Regions from separate parts of the Mus musculus genome. Here region 2 is linked to region 1. Evidence: chromatin contacts called from public HiChIP or PLAC-seq data. All regions are on one chromosome and are shown on one strand. The core of a region is the stretch at or near the end of the contact, and the rest is flanking DNA. Distances in the headings are between cores, read along the strand shown.

Region 1 (6,666 bases), core at 18-2,517:
CACTTCTGATTCTCTTTCTCATCTTCCCTCTTGTACCGCTTCACATTGCTACACATCTGCTTTGTGTCATTATATTTAGTTTTAATTTCCAGAATTTTATATACTTGAAACTGTATAGAGTGTTCTCTTCCCACTCCCCAGCCTCTTTTGTTTTATGTAGTTATTTTTAGGTAATTAAATTTTGTTCCCAAAGTCAGTCACCCATTCATCTCTGTGGCTGCATAGTGCTCCTTTATGTAAGCCCATCATAATGTATTTATCCACCTATCTGTCTGTGGACTTTTGGGTTATTGCTGGGGTTTGCTATTATGTACAAAGCTGACATAAATATTCATGTACAAGTGTGTAGAGATCTTTCCATCTTTCTTGGGTAAATATCTAGGTCTAAAGTGTCTGGAACTCGTGGCGTGTGCGTGTGTACTGACACCCCTTTTCATGGTTTGGTTTGGAGGACAGTGTGTTGAATAATATTTTAATATAAGCATAGTATGAATTGCACATTCATTTGTTGTTTACCTGAAATTCAAATTTAACTGGGTGTCCTGTGTTTTTGTTTGCTAAGTCTGGCAAATTGACCCCTCCTTGCTTTTCTGAACTGTATGCTCCAATAACAACCATGCAGAGTTCTTTACCAACTCCACAGCCTATCTTACACTTCTTTATTTTTTAAAAATCTATTTATTTATGGACATGTGTGTGTGTGTGTGTGTGTGTGTGTGTGTATGCCTCAGTGTACATATGAAGGTAAAGGACAAATCTCTCTCCTTCCCACTATTTGGGTCCCAGGGATCCAGCTCGGGTCATTAGGCTTGGTGGCGAGTATTTACCCGTTGAGCCATCTCATTAGCCCCACCCCATACTTAAGCTTCAGCTCTCACCCCTTGCTCTAACTCATTAACCAGAGTCTTTAGGACAAAGCTGCTTCTTACAATCTTGTGTAATTTACTGAGCCCTTTACTCATTTCCTGCCCCTCTGCCCTCTGGGCCCCCAGTACAATGTCAGGAATTTTGATAGCTTGCTCAGTGTTTACCCCCAAGATTTAGATCAGCTCCGGTTGCATTAGTAGACCCTCACAGGCTATTCTGAGGGAAAAAAAAAGAAAGAAAGAAAAAGAAAATTTAAATTCTCCACTTCCTCTGGCTACACTGAATCCCACAGCTTTTGCTGATAGTTTTAAACCAAGGACAAACAGCACAACCAAGACAAGATCCTATGTGTGCACGTGTGTGCAGGCAGCTGCATCCAAGGACATGATTAGCCGTTAAGCCCCCTCTGGATCCATGCATCCCTTGTTCAGCACATTCTCTTCCCAGCAAAAAGGCTGGAGCCCCAACGGTGTTGTGTAATTCCCACCACACCCCAAGGGAGATGGAGCCTCTGATCAGTGCAGTTTATGGAGGAAGGATTTGAAGCCCCCCCGGGGCTGTAAGGGAACAAATCAAGGTTAGACAAGAGGTTGGCTTTGTGCTGGAGAATGGATAGTAACCAGGACTGGAATTAGCAATCAAGACAGAAGTCCGTAGAGGGCTGGGGAGAGATAGAAGCAGTGAGCTGACAATACGATCTCATCTTGCCTAAAGTTCTTCATCTGCCAATGCTATAAGGCATCTGTGAAGAGAACTATGTGGACTAAAGTTGGTGCACAATGGTGGTTGTTGAGCTGTGCTCATAGCTGAGCTATGACTGAGGCAGCTTTCATGAGAAAAAAGAGACAGTGACCTTGCATACCCTTTATAGAATGCCTAAGTGCTTTAAAATATATATATGTATATATATAAACTTTCAAATTATGTGTGTACATGTGTCTGTGTGGATGTTTGTATAGGTACTCATGGAAGCTGGGAGTGTTGGATCCCCTAGAGTTGGAGTTTAGGCTGTCATGAGCCACCTATAGTATAAGCAATGGGAACTGAACTCAAGTCCTCTGCAAGAGCAACACACACTGTTAGCCACTGAGCCATCTCTCCAGCCCCAGAATGGTTAAGTTCTTGTCTAAGAACTGTTAGTTTAGATTTATCTCAACATGTGCTCCAGAAAACCCTAGCATGATGGAAGTCAATAAGGGCCTTTTTGTTCCTCTATAACTGAGGATGGGCCTTTGTTTACCTCATTTAAGGTGATGTTGTCTTCCTAACTGGCACAGGGTGAAGGCATCACACCACAGTCTAGGAAGCAAGAAGAGAGGGAAAATTGCCTGAACTGAAAACGTGCTTTTTTCTCAATAATAGATGGCAAGTTATCTCTCTCTCTCTCTCTCTCTCTCTCTCTCTCTCTCTCTCTCTCTCTCTCTCTCTCTCTCCTTGACTAAACTGGCTCCCCTGCACTATTCACATAGCTGTAACTATGCATAGTACTATCTTGATCAAAATTAGGATTTGTCAGAATTTTTAAGAGAATAATTATACAATGGAAATCCAAAGTAACACAGTTGAGTAAACAAGTAAAAGCAGTGAGTTCAGTGTGACATGCAGAAGAGAGAACAAAAATGTCTGAATATTAGGGGACAAGGAAGGACTGGACGCACCATGGTGGACAGGAGTTAGAGGACAGAATGTAAAGTTGCTGTTTTTCTAGTTCTAACTCTGTCATAGACTTCCCATTTTGGGGTGTTGGTGTTGGTGGTGGATAAGTGCATAAGAATGTATTTCATAGTGAAACTGTAAGAGCCAGTGTGAGATCCATAGCTTCGGAATGGGTATTGAAACTGTGCAGAAATTCATTGAGAAGGATTGACTTTGAGTCTGGTTAATTTTGGTGTGTAATGTTTTTGTTCTAAGTTTTTAACAGTAACATTAATTTGATTATTAAAAAGTATGCCTGGTGCTAGAGGGATGGCTCAGTGGTTAAGACCACTTATTACTCTTCCAGAAGACGTGGGTTCAATTCCCAGCTCTCAACCTGGAGGCTCACAACTACCTATAATTCCAATTCCAGGAGATCCAATGCCTTTTTCTGCACTCCTCAGGTACCATTCATAAACTTAGTGCACAGACATAGATTCAGGCAAAACATCCACACACATAAAAACTTGTATCTTATTATTATGTGTATGTGATGTATATATGTTTATTTGGGCACACAATAGTCATAACACACATGTAAAGGTCAGAAGACAATTTTGGGGAGCTGGTTCCTTACTTCCACTATGGGTGCCAGGGATCCACTTTTACCAAACGAGGCATCTCTCCATCCCCCATGTTGCTTTGTCAAGCTAACAGTAATGTCTTGGAGATTGTCCTATGTGAGTCCTTCACAAAGCAGACATCATACCGTATCAGCTGCATAAGAGGTTGCCTTTAGGAACCAGACCTGGTGGCACATGTCTGAATCCTAGAGGTTGAAGCCAGACAATCCAGAGTTAGAAAACCATATCAAACTCAAAACAAACAATGACAGCAGCCATAATAAAGAGGCGCAGCAAGACACTTCATCTGGTAAAAGTGTTTGCTGCCAAGCCTGATGCTTGAGTTGGAGCCCTAGAACTTAATCTGAATCAACCTTCCCCTGACACCCATGGTGTCCTTTGATACTGTGAGTATCCTGCCAGGCACAGAGCACCGGACTTTAGCTATTTCCCCAGGGCATAGCATGACCATCCCATCACAAAGTAGAGTGGCTATGCTGACCAAATAAGACCTGTCTAGGAGTCATGACAGAACAATACACCTGATAACTAGATTATGATAAGGGCAATGAGCCTACCGGACATCCTCTCCACAGAAGAGGAAGAGGGTCATAAATCTCTCCCTTGAAATTCCAGTTACCACTCTCCCCTGTCTTGGAAGCCACTAGAGTACAAAGACATGAAAGGCTGGCTCAGAGATTGGAGCTCTTCAATAGTGTAGCTTTTGTGACTTGCCTCTCATCCTAGGTTGTGACATTCAGGTAGGGTAGCCTCGTGGAAGTTCAAGGTCATCTCAGCTACATAGTGTCTTCAAGTGAGTTTGGCTAGCTTGAGCTACATGTGGCCCAGTCTCTAAAAAAATAAAAATATTAATAATAACAATGATGATGATGGCAGCCCAGGGAGCTGGCTCAGTGACTCAAGAACATACCACAAGGGTGAGGACCAGAGTCTGGGAACTCCAGAACCCATGTAAGTTTTGAGTATGGCTGCCCACCTATAATTCTAACACCCCAAAGACAGTGATGAGATCTCCAGAACTAGCTGGCTTAAAGAACTCCAAGTCCAACTGAAAGAGGGGGGGTGGGGAGAGGGAGAGAGAAGGAGAGAATATGAGACTCCACCTCAATGAATACAGTAGAGACTGATGGAGGAAGACTCCGGATGCCAATCTCTAGCATGTACATGTATGCATGTGCACACATTCATGCAGAATAAAATAATATAAGTACATTGGGTTCCCAAGCTAGACTCTGTCAGGTCTCTCTCCCTTCCACCCCTCTGGAGAATAGGCATTTCGTTATGTGTCTATTCCACAGTACCATAGGAGTTACCGCATACATTGGACTTCTCCCCAATACCTATCATAGACATCCCACACACACATTCTATCAATCACAAGATGGGGACTCTGAGAAAAGCAAGTCCTGAACATCACACATCTCCCAAGTGGAGGGGAATGAACTCCAGTGAAGGGTGGGTGGATTGGAAAGTTGGCCCCAAACAAGACAAAATAGCTTGATTTTTAACACATGGCCCAGTTTCCAGAGACACACTCAAGCTCATCAACCCACCATGGGATTTTTTTCCATCAGGCAGAAAAGCCAGGTTGATTCCAAGAAATATATACATTGCCGCACAATTAGGCAAAGGGAGAGAGTCCTTGGAGCCTTGGGGCCATGTGGTCAGTATTTGGGAGGCATCCACTTCCTGATGGTAAATAGATTTAAGCACGCCATCTGTTGTGTGCTTATTTCCCAGGACCTGTTTTCTTTCTCTAATTTTCAGTTCTGACAACCTTGTTTTCTTTTTCTTGACTTAAAAAAAAAAGTGACATAAACCAGTATTTGAGGGTTTTTATTTTTTCTCATGTGCTAGGCCTGATGACTTTAAGCTAATTTATATACCCCTCTTTTATTCCATAAAAGGAAAAAAGAAAAAGTTCTTTTTTTTCCCCCTACTGGTGTTTAGTCACAAAGAATGGCTTTCAAAATAGTATTTGGTTTTGTCTTTTAACTGATAGACATTTACCTCTTTTTAAAAAAACAAACAAACAAAAAACAAAACAAAAAACCTGTTTTTCTTTTCGTTGTTTTAAATTTTTCATGTATGTGTGTATGTGAGAGAGAGAGAGGGTTGTGCTGAGTGTGTGAGTCTCAGAGGCCAATTCATGGACTTGAGTTTCTCCTTCCACCTTTATGTGGGTTCTGGGAATCAAACTCAGGTCGTTGGGCTTGTGTGGCAAGCCTTTACCCACAGAGTCATCTTTCCAGTTCTCTTCTTCTTTTAGATAGATAGATAGATAGATAGATAGATAGATAGATAGATAGATAGATAGATATGATTGATAGGTAGATTATAACTGATAGGTAGAAAGATGATAGATAGACATGGAAAAAAATTGCCGTACATAAAATGAGTAAAACGTGATAGTTTATACTTGCATTCCTGCTGATTTTCAAATGTCAGTCGTTCTTTTTCTTTGAGACCTCAACAAGTCTCTTTGGGTCAGTTCTTGTTTATTCCAATATCTGCTTTTAGGGTTTGTAGCAAGATTCCAGGAAGCAGGGAGGCCTTTGTTTGTAGCTGAGTTTTAAGGTATGGACTGACAAATTCAAATAAGCATGATAACTCAACCTTGAGGTGCTATTCAGAGCTATTTAATAAGACCTGAAACATTTGTTTGTTTGTTTGTTTGTTTATTACTGTATGTTTTGGGACATCGAGAATTTAAAGGTGCACTCCACATAGGCCTAGTGATGTGAGTTCAATCACACACACACATACTCTCTCTCTCTCTCTCTCTCACACACACACACACACACACACACACACACACACACACTACCCCCCATACACACACACAAATTATGTTCCCTTTACTCCTATACTACAATACTCTCAGTGACCCTTCACCCTTCACACTGCCTTCCATGCTGATAACATTCCTTCAAAGTCATAGTGTCCTTACAGTGTTCTTCATCTTACCACCCAATCACTCTCTTTTTAGGTCTACATCCCTTTTGCTATCTAGAGACTGGTCTAGCCTTGCCTCCAGTCACTCTCAGGATACCTGTGGTATTATAACCGTGTACCATCTCAGAAGTAGCAGAAGCAGGCATTTTTCTGTCTCCTTGATGGATGCCGTCAATCATTCTTTATTACCTGTCTTCTGGATTCCAGGCCAGTCCTCTCTACATTTCCCGAGAGTTGTGACCTCTTGTATGTGGAATTCCCCCTGCCCAACTGGGACTGGCTACAGTGGCATGGCTTGGAAAGGTCCTTGTTATACATTAGATGACAATGGAATCAGCATGTGTTAGCTGCTGTACCTTGGTGCTCAGCTGGAACTTCTTGTAGAATTATTTGGGGGGGGGTGTGTCTCATAGTTTCCAATTGACTGAGGGATGAATCTCCAAATGAATAAAGTTTTAAAACTTCTCAATTTTTAATTTAGTAAATTAATTTTTAATTTATAATAATAAAGTAATTAATTTAATAAAACCATCACGAGTTTCGAGAGATCCATGCACTTGGGTTA
Region 2 (6,140 bases), core at 1,843-4,342, 150 kb after region 1:
TAAATAAATAAACAATAAGCTTATGACATATTTTTTTTTTGACCCAACACTGGAGCTATTGGCCTTGATACTGTCTAACTTGTCCCCTGGTTGATGAAGTTACTATTTTCCATTGTCAATTACCCATGTAAATATTGTTTCTCTTTCTACTTTCGCACAACAAAGATTTATTTACACATTTTTCTCCAGTGTTTGGCTTCACACCCATGAGGGTACGGGTGGGACATATTGTAATCAAGGGGCTGTTAAAAGGGTAGAGGCCTCTGAAGGAAAGACTCAAGAGCATTGTTAGCCTGAGCTCAATCTGACCTTGAGTAAAGATGGAAGGAGAGAGCTTACTCACTCTGTAAAATTATCCTAATCACTCCTCCAGGGGACCAAAGGGTGATTCCCAAGACCTGTAGCGGGGACTCACAGTTGCCTGTAACTCCAACACCAGGGGATTTAATGTCCTCTTCTGCCTTCCTTGGTCACCTGCCCACTTGTGCACAACCACCTATCTACCCCCCCCACCCCCCACATAAATGTTTAAATAAAGTTTGAAAGGGAAGGGTAGGGTAGATGGTAAATCTGGAGGAATTACATTGGGGAATGAGTATGACCAAGATAATTTGTATGCATGCATGGCATTCTCATTTTACTTTTTAAAAATCTTACACTTGTAAATATGAGTGGACAGGCACATGCCATAGGCCACACGTGGAGGCCAGAGGACAACTTGCAGGAGTCAATTTTTTATTTTCTTCTACTATGCAGGTCTTGGAGGTGGAACTTACATCGTCACACTTGGCTGAAGGCTCCTTTATCCTCTGAGCCACCTCACTGGCCCCACAAATCCAGGTTCAGTAACCACCGATTACTGTTTCCTTAGTTATTGCATGCGAGATGACACATGATGGCTTTCTGGCCCCACATTCCTGGATGTATCTCTGTTAGAATTCTTCTCTGAGTCTCTGTTTTCTCTTATCCCACCTTAATTGCTTCCATGCTGATTTTGCGGGTTTTAACGTAATTAAGGGCTTGTTTACAATTTGCTACTTTCAGAACCTGTCTTCTCCCGAGCAGCTCACATTCTGATTCTGGATCTTTGCAAGCTTCTTGACACTTGAGAAAAAGAAAAGCCCCCCCTGCTTTCCAGACACAACGAGACATTCTAGTCTCCTGTTTCCCTGCCCTGCCCTGCAGTTGACTAATTATCCACAGAGTTCCAGGTCCCCTGTGAGTAGAACACAATGTCAAAATCAAGATCTGAGCCCTGGGTGTGCCTTTTTTATTTTCCATGTTTTGGGGAATACCGAAGACTGTAGGATTTTTATAGAAAGAACGAGACGATTTGTTACTTTTTTACGCTTTTAAGAAATTATTCCATTTTGTTTCATTTTGTGTGCATTTCTGTGTACGGAGGGGTTCTGCATGAGTGCCCTGGCCTCATGCGGAGGGCTGAGGACAGCCTGTGGGAGTTCATTCTGTCATTCCACAGTGTGGATCCCAGGGGCTGAACTGAAGTCATTAGTCTCAGCTGCTAGCGTCTTTACCTGTTCACCTACTTCCCTGCAGGAGCCTTTACTGTTGACTGTTCAGGGCAAGCGTCTTTACCTGTTGACTCACTTCCTTGCAAGCGACTTTACTGTTGACCCATTTCACTGGGACCGCAGTTTTAACTTGTTTTTGAGACTGTCTCAGGTAGCCCAGACTGCCCTGGAGTCTAGACTTTAGTTAAGGAAGATTTTCATCTCCCAAACTTCCTGCTTCCTTCACTGGGACACGTTTACACTTTTAGGAGACCACTCAGGTCTCCCATATGGAAAAACTTAAGTGCTAAGAAAAGTTTCCAAAGATACAACTTTTCCAACCGCACCCTTCTCCATTTCCAAATTGGGTGAATTTAAAGGACATCTTACAGCCAGGTAAAATAAGCAAGATACAGTGACATGATGTCACTTACTGGCAGGATCTAAAAACATGGACTCATTGGAGCAGACAAATGGTAGCTACCACAGCCTGGGTTTGGGGGTGATGGGGGTTAAGGAAATTGATCAAAACCTCAAATCTGCTGGGCATGGTGGCACACGCCTTTAATCCCAGCACTCGGGAGGCAGACGCAGCCAGATTTCTGAGTTCAAGGCCAGCCTGGTCTACAAAGTGAGTTCCAGGACAGCCAGGGCTATACAGAGAAACCCTGTCTGGAAACAACAACAAAACAAAACAAAAACAAAAACAAAAACAAAAACAAAAAAAACCAACCAAACCAAAAAAAAAAAAAAAAAAAAAAGAAAAGAAAGAAAGAAAGAAAGAAAGAAAGGAAGGAAGGAAGGAAGGAAGGAAGGAGGTGAGGTGTGAGGTAGAATCTCAGGGTTGTTTTGATTTGCATTTCCCTGATGATTAAGGATGCTGAACCCAAAAAAACAAACAAACAAACAAACAAAAAACCCAAAAATGGTTCCACTTTTTCTGGGTGTGGTGGCGCATGCCTTTAATCCCAGCATTTGGGAGGCAGAGGCAGGCCGATTTCTGAGTTCGAGGCCAGCCTGGTCTACAAAGTGAGTTCCAGGATATCCAGGGCTACACAGAGAAACCCTGTCCTGAAAAACCAAAAAAAAAAAAAAAAAAAGAGAGAGACAATGGGGACTAGAGAGATGGCTCATTGGTTAAGAGCAATGACTGCCCTTCCAGAGGACTCGGGTTCAATTCTAAGCACCCACATGGTAACTCACAGTTGAGATGGGTCAGTGGTTAAGAACACTGACTGCCCTTCTAAGAGGGGTTCAGTTCCTAGCACCTACATGACAGCTCACAATTGTCCCTAACTCTAAGATCTGACATCCTCACACAGAAATACATGTAGGCAAAACACCATAAAATTAAAATGCATAAATTATTTTTAAAACTACATGATAACAATAAATGTAATTCTAAAATATTTTTAAAGGTACTATGCCCACCAGAGGGATATATGGCAAAGTTACAGTGGAGCAGCAGGAACAGGAGAAAAACATGGTCGTTAGTGAATTACACTGTGCAAATACAGAGCCTGGGCTTGTGGAGAGAAGGCAGCCAGAGTGTTTACCATTTCCCTGGCAGCCAAAAGAAAGCTCTACTCTCAAATCAGCAGCGGAATTTTCCACTGAGCTAAAGGCCAGGCTTCATTCCGGGAGTTATATACCTCCCTGTGTAATTAAGGACGGAAAAGGTCTCGTTTAGACATAAAACAATGTGGACAGTCTTCTGAGACTGTCTGTTTAAAGTCACATCTGTCTAAAGAGCCATCTGGCTTGCAAATTTCCCCTTGATTGTATCCTTCATTTTCATCCAAATTTTGAGAGCTGACAACATTGAATTTTATAATTTGCAGGCTTTATTGCTTCAGGGTGGGAGGGTTGGGAGGGTGAGACAGGGTGAGGGTCTCACTTGGAGCCAAGGTTGGCCTGGAATGATGTGGCCTAGGTTGGCTTTGAACTCTCAAGATCCTCTTACCTCAGCCCTGTAAGGCTGGAGTTTCTAGGTGTGAGCCACCATGCCTGGCAATTTAATTCTTAAGAAGTGTTTATCAGTGTCTGGTAAAAAAATCAGTGTTTAGTGGGATAGTTTATGGAGTTTACTTCTTTGATACAGTTTTAACTAAAAAAGAAGCATTTTATATTATAATTTTGAGTTCTTTTTTAATCATTATCACCATTACTAGGTTTAGGAGTTGGAGATGTTTTTGTTGTTGTCCTTGTCTTGAAACAAAGTATCACTATGGAGATGCAGCTAGCCTCAAACTCTTGAGATCTGCCTCCCTCTGCCTCCTGAGTGCAGTGAGCACCACCACCAAGGCTATTTGGGATTTTGAAAAGATGTGGTTCTACAAAGTCCACGCTTGCTTACAACATCAAATCCAGAATGAAATCTGGCAAAAACAAAACAAACAAGAGCCGGGTGGTGGTGGTGCACACCTTTAATCCCAGCACTTAGGAGGCAGAGACAGGCAGATTTCTGAGTTTGAGGCCAGCCTGGTCTACAAAGTGAGTTCCAGGGCAGCCAGGGCTATACAAAGAAACCCTGTCTCGAAAAACTAAAAAACAAAACAAAACAAACAAACAAACAAACAAAAAAAGAAACAAAGGGAGGGGGAGGCAGGCAACTCTTTGTGAGTTTGAGGCCAGCCTGGTCTACAGAGTGAGTTCCAGGACAGCCAGGGCTACACAGAAACAAAACAAAACAAAACAAAACAAAACAAAACAAAACAAAACAAAACACCTTCTCCAGATCAGTTCACACAAATTGTAACTCTTTGTTTTGTCTGTCTGTTTGTTTGTTTGTTTTTTCCTGATGTACTCCCACAGTTAGCTATTTTGTGGCTTCTTTCTTCTTCCAACAACCTTGTATCTTCATGGGAGTCGCCCCGGTGTCTTTGGCACAGAGCAGACTTCTTTAGTGTTTGGTACCAATATCCACACCTGATCTCTGCTCTGCAGTTTGCTCGCCATTCGAACACAAAGTCTTAGAAGATGGGGTTTGAAATCCACAGTATTTGGCAGGATTGCCCGAATTGGAGAAACTCAATGAACTTTTTTGTTTTTTTTGTTTTTTGTTTTTTGTTCTTTTTTAATTCTTAGGTTTTGTTTCCCAAGTACTGGGAGTTGAGCATAGAACCTGTGCTTAGAGGAAAGTGCTGCAGCCACAAGCTGCATTCTAGATTCATTTTCATTTTTGAGGTAAGGTCTCATATAGCTTGATTTTATTTTATTTTTTATTTTTTTGGTTTGGTTGGATTTTTGCTTTGTTTTGAGACAAGGTCTTACCACCTAATCCTAGCTAGCCTTGAATCCATTACGTAAATCAGGCTGACCTTGAACTCAAAGAGACCTACCTGCCTCTGCTTTCTCATTACTAGGCATAAATGGGCATGCCGCCACATCTAGCTACGGGGATAAGCTGGTTTGGAATTCCACAAGTAGCTAAGGATGGCCTCAAATTCCTCCTTCCAACTCTTAAGTGAAGTTGAACTATAAGAATTATATATATTTACAGTACACAACATGGATGCTCTGATATATGTGTCAATCAAACTATTGACAAACCATCCCCTCTCCATGGTGAGAACATTTAAGATCTGTCCTAGTGACTTCCAAGTAACATTACCATTAAATTGAATTGTTACACTGTCCGAAAGAACATGCAAAAGAAGAAATGGGAGCCCAGAAGCCAAAAAAAACCTCCACCCAATGACACACAGGCCGGTGTGAGATGCAGCCAGAGTATAAACTCAAATCCTCACGCCCTTGCTCTCCAGCCCTGCTGCTGTGCTGGCCTCCTGACACTTGATAGGTAAGTGCAGTCTGCTCCCCGGCTGCCTCCTTCTCGAAGCTCATCTATCCTTGTCCCTGTAGGGTAAATGCTTTGAAATATTTTAGAGCAACTGCAGCAACATCTTAAGAGGCCCGATTTCCCTAGTCATGCTCAAACTGTTTTCATCAATATCCTATGTGCGCCACCTGCTGGCCGATGACTGCAGTTACTGATGAACGGCCTTAAGGCTCTAGAATGTTCCAAAAATTCGATGAACGCAGAAGTCCCAGCACTGAGGACGGGTCTGTGTAGCAGGTTCTAGGGAAGCCTATGTTACATGAGAACCTCTCTAAAAAGTCAAATAAGCTGGGAATGTGGATCATTTGATAGATTGCGTGCCTAAAAAGTGCAAAGCCCTGGGTTCAATTCCCAACAAGGCCTAATCCAATCCTGGGGAAGGAAGAAAAGAAAGAAAGAAAAGAAAAGAAGGAAGGGAGGGAGGGAGGGAGGGAGGGAGGGAGAGGGGGGGAGAAGAGAGACAGAGACAGAGAGAGACAGAGAGAGCCAAGGTCATCCTCAGCTACAGTGAGTTTGAGGGCAGCCTAGCTCAGACTAAATGAGACCCGGTCTCAAAACAAAACATCAAAGAAGTTCCCTGGGTACAGTATACACCCATACCTTTTTAAAAATTCCTCTCCTTCCCAGGTTTAAACATAAACAATGCCTTGTTTTGTATTTTCAATACAGGGTTTCTCTGTGTAGACCTGGCTGTCCTGGAATTCACTCTGTAGACTAGGCTGGCCTTGAACTCAGAGATTTGCCTGTCTCTACCTCTCAAGTACTGGGTTTTAAGGCCACCACTGCAGAGC

Evidence for each region. HiChIP or PLAC-seq counts read pairs in DNA pulled down with a chosen protein or histone mark.
Region 2: a PDX1 HiChIP or PLAC-seq map of a beta-TC-6 cell line shows a contact between it and region 1, with 7 times the contacts expected there. The contact joins two enhancer-like sites. A contact is called at or near these places in 3 of 484 Hi-C or Micro-C datasets (the N1E-115 cell line, cerebral cortex and nephron progenitors), 4 of 115 datasets of contacts at active chromatin or transcription factors (a beta-TC-6 cell line, embryonic fibroblasts, extraembryonic endoderm stem cells and 1 more) and 1 of 9 other capture datasets (embryonic stem cells).

The regions. Positions count from the first base shown.
Region 1 is chr7:6,783,539-6,790,204 of GRCm38.p6, forward strand. All of the region lies in intron 2 of Usp29 (ubiquitin specific peptidase 29), which reads left to right. Among named protein-coding and RNA genes, the nearest start is that of Mir3099, 17 kb to the right of the region's middle. Within about 2 kb of position 1,268, at least 59 of the 459 cell types and tissues checked have an H3K27ac peak or open chromatin away from gene starts, as enhancers often do.
Region 2 is chr7:6,931,844-6,937,983 of GRCm38.p6, forward strand. It overlaps Usp29 (ubiquitin specific peptidase 29), which reads left to right. Exons shown (of 8, transcript NM_001360502.1): 5 at 757-840. Among named protein-coding and RNA genes, the nearest start is that of Zim3, 42 kb to the right of the region's middle. Within about 2 kb of position 3,093, at least 31 of the 459 cell types and tissues checked have an H3K27ac peak or open chromatin away from gene starts, as enhancers often do.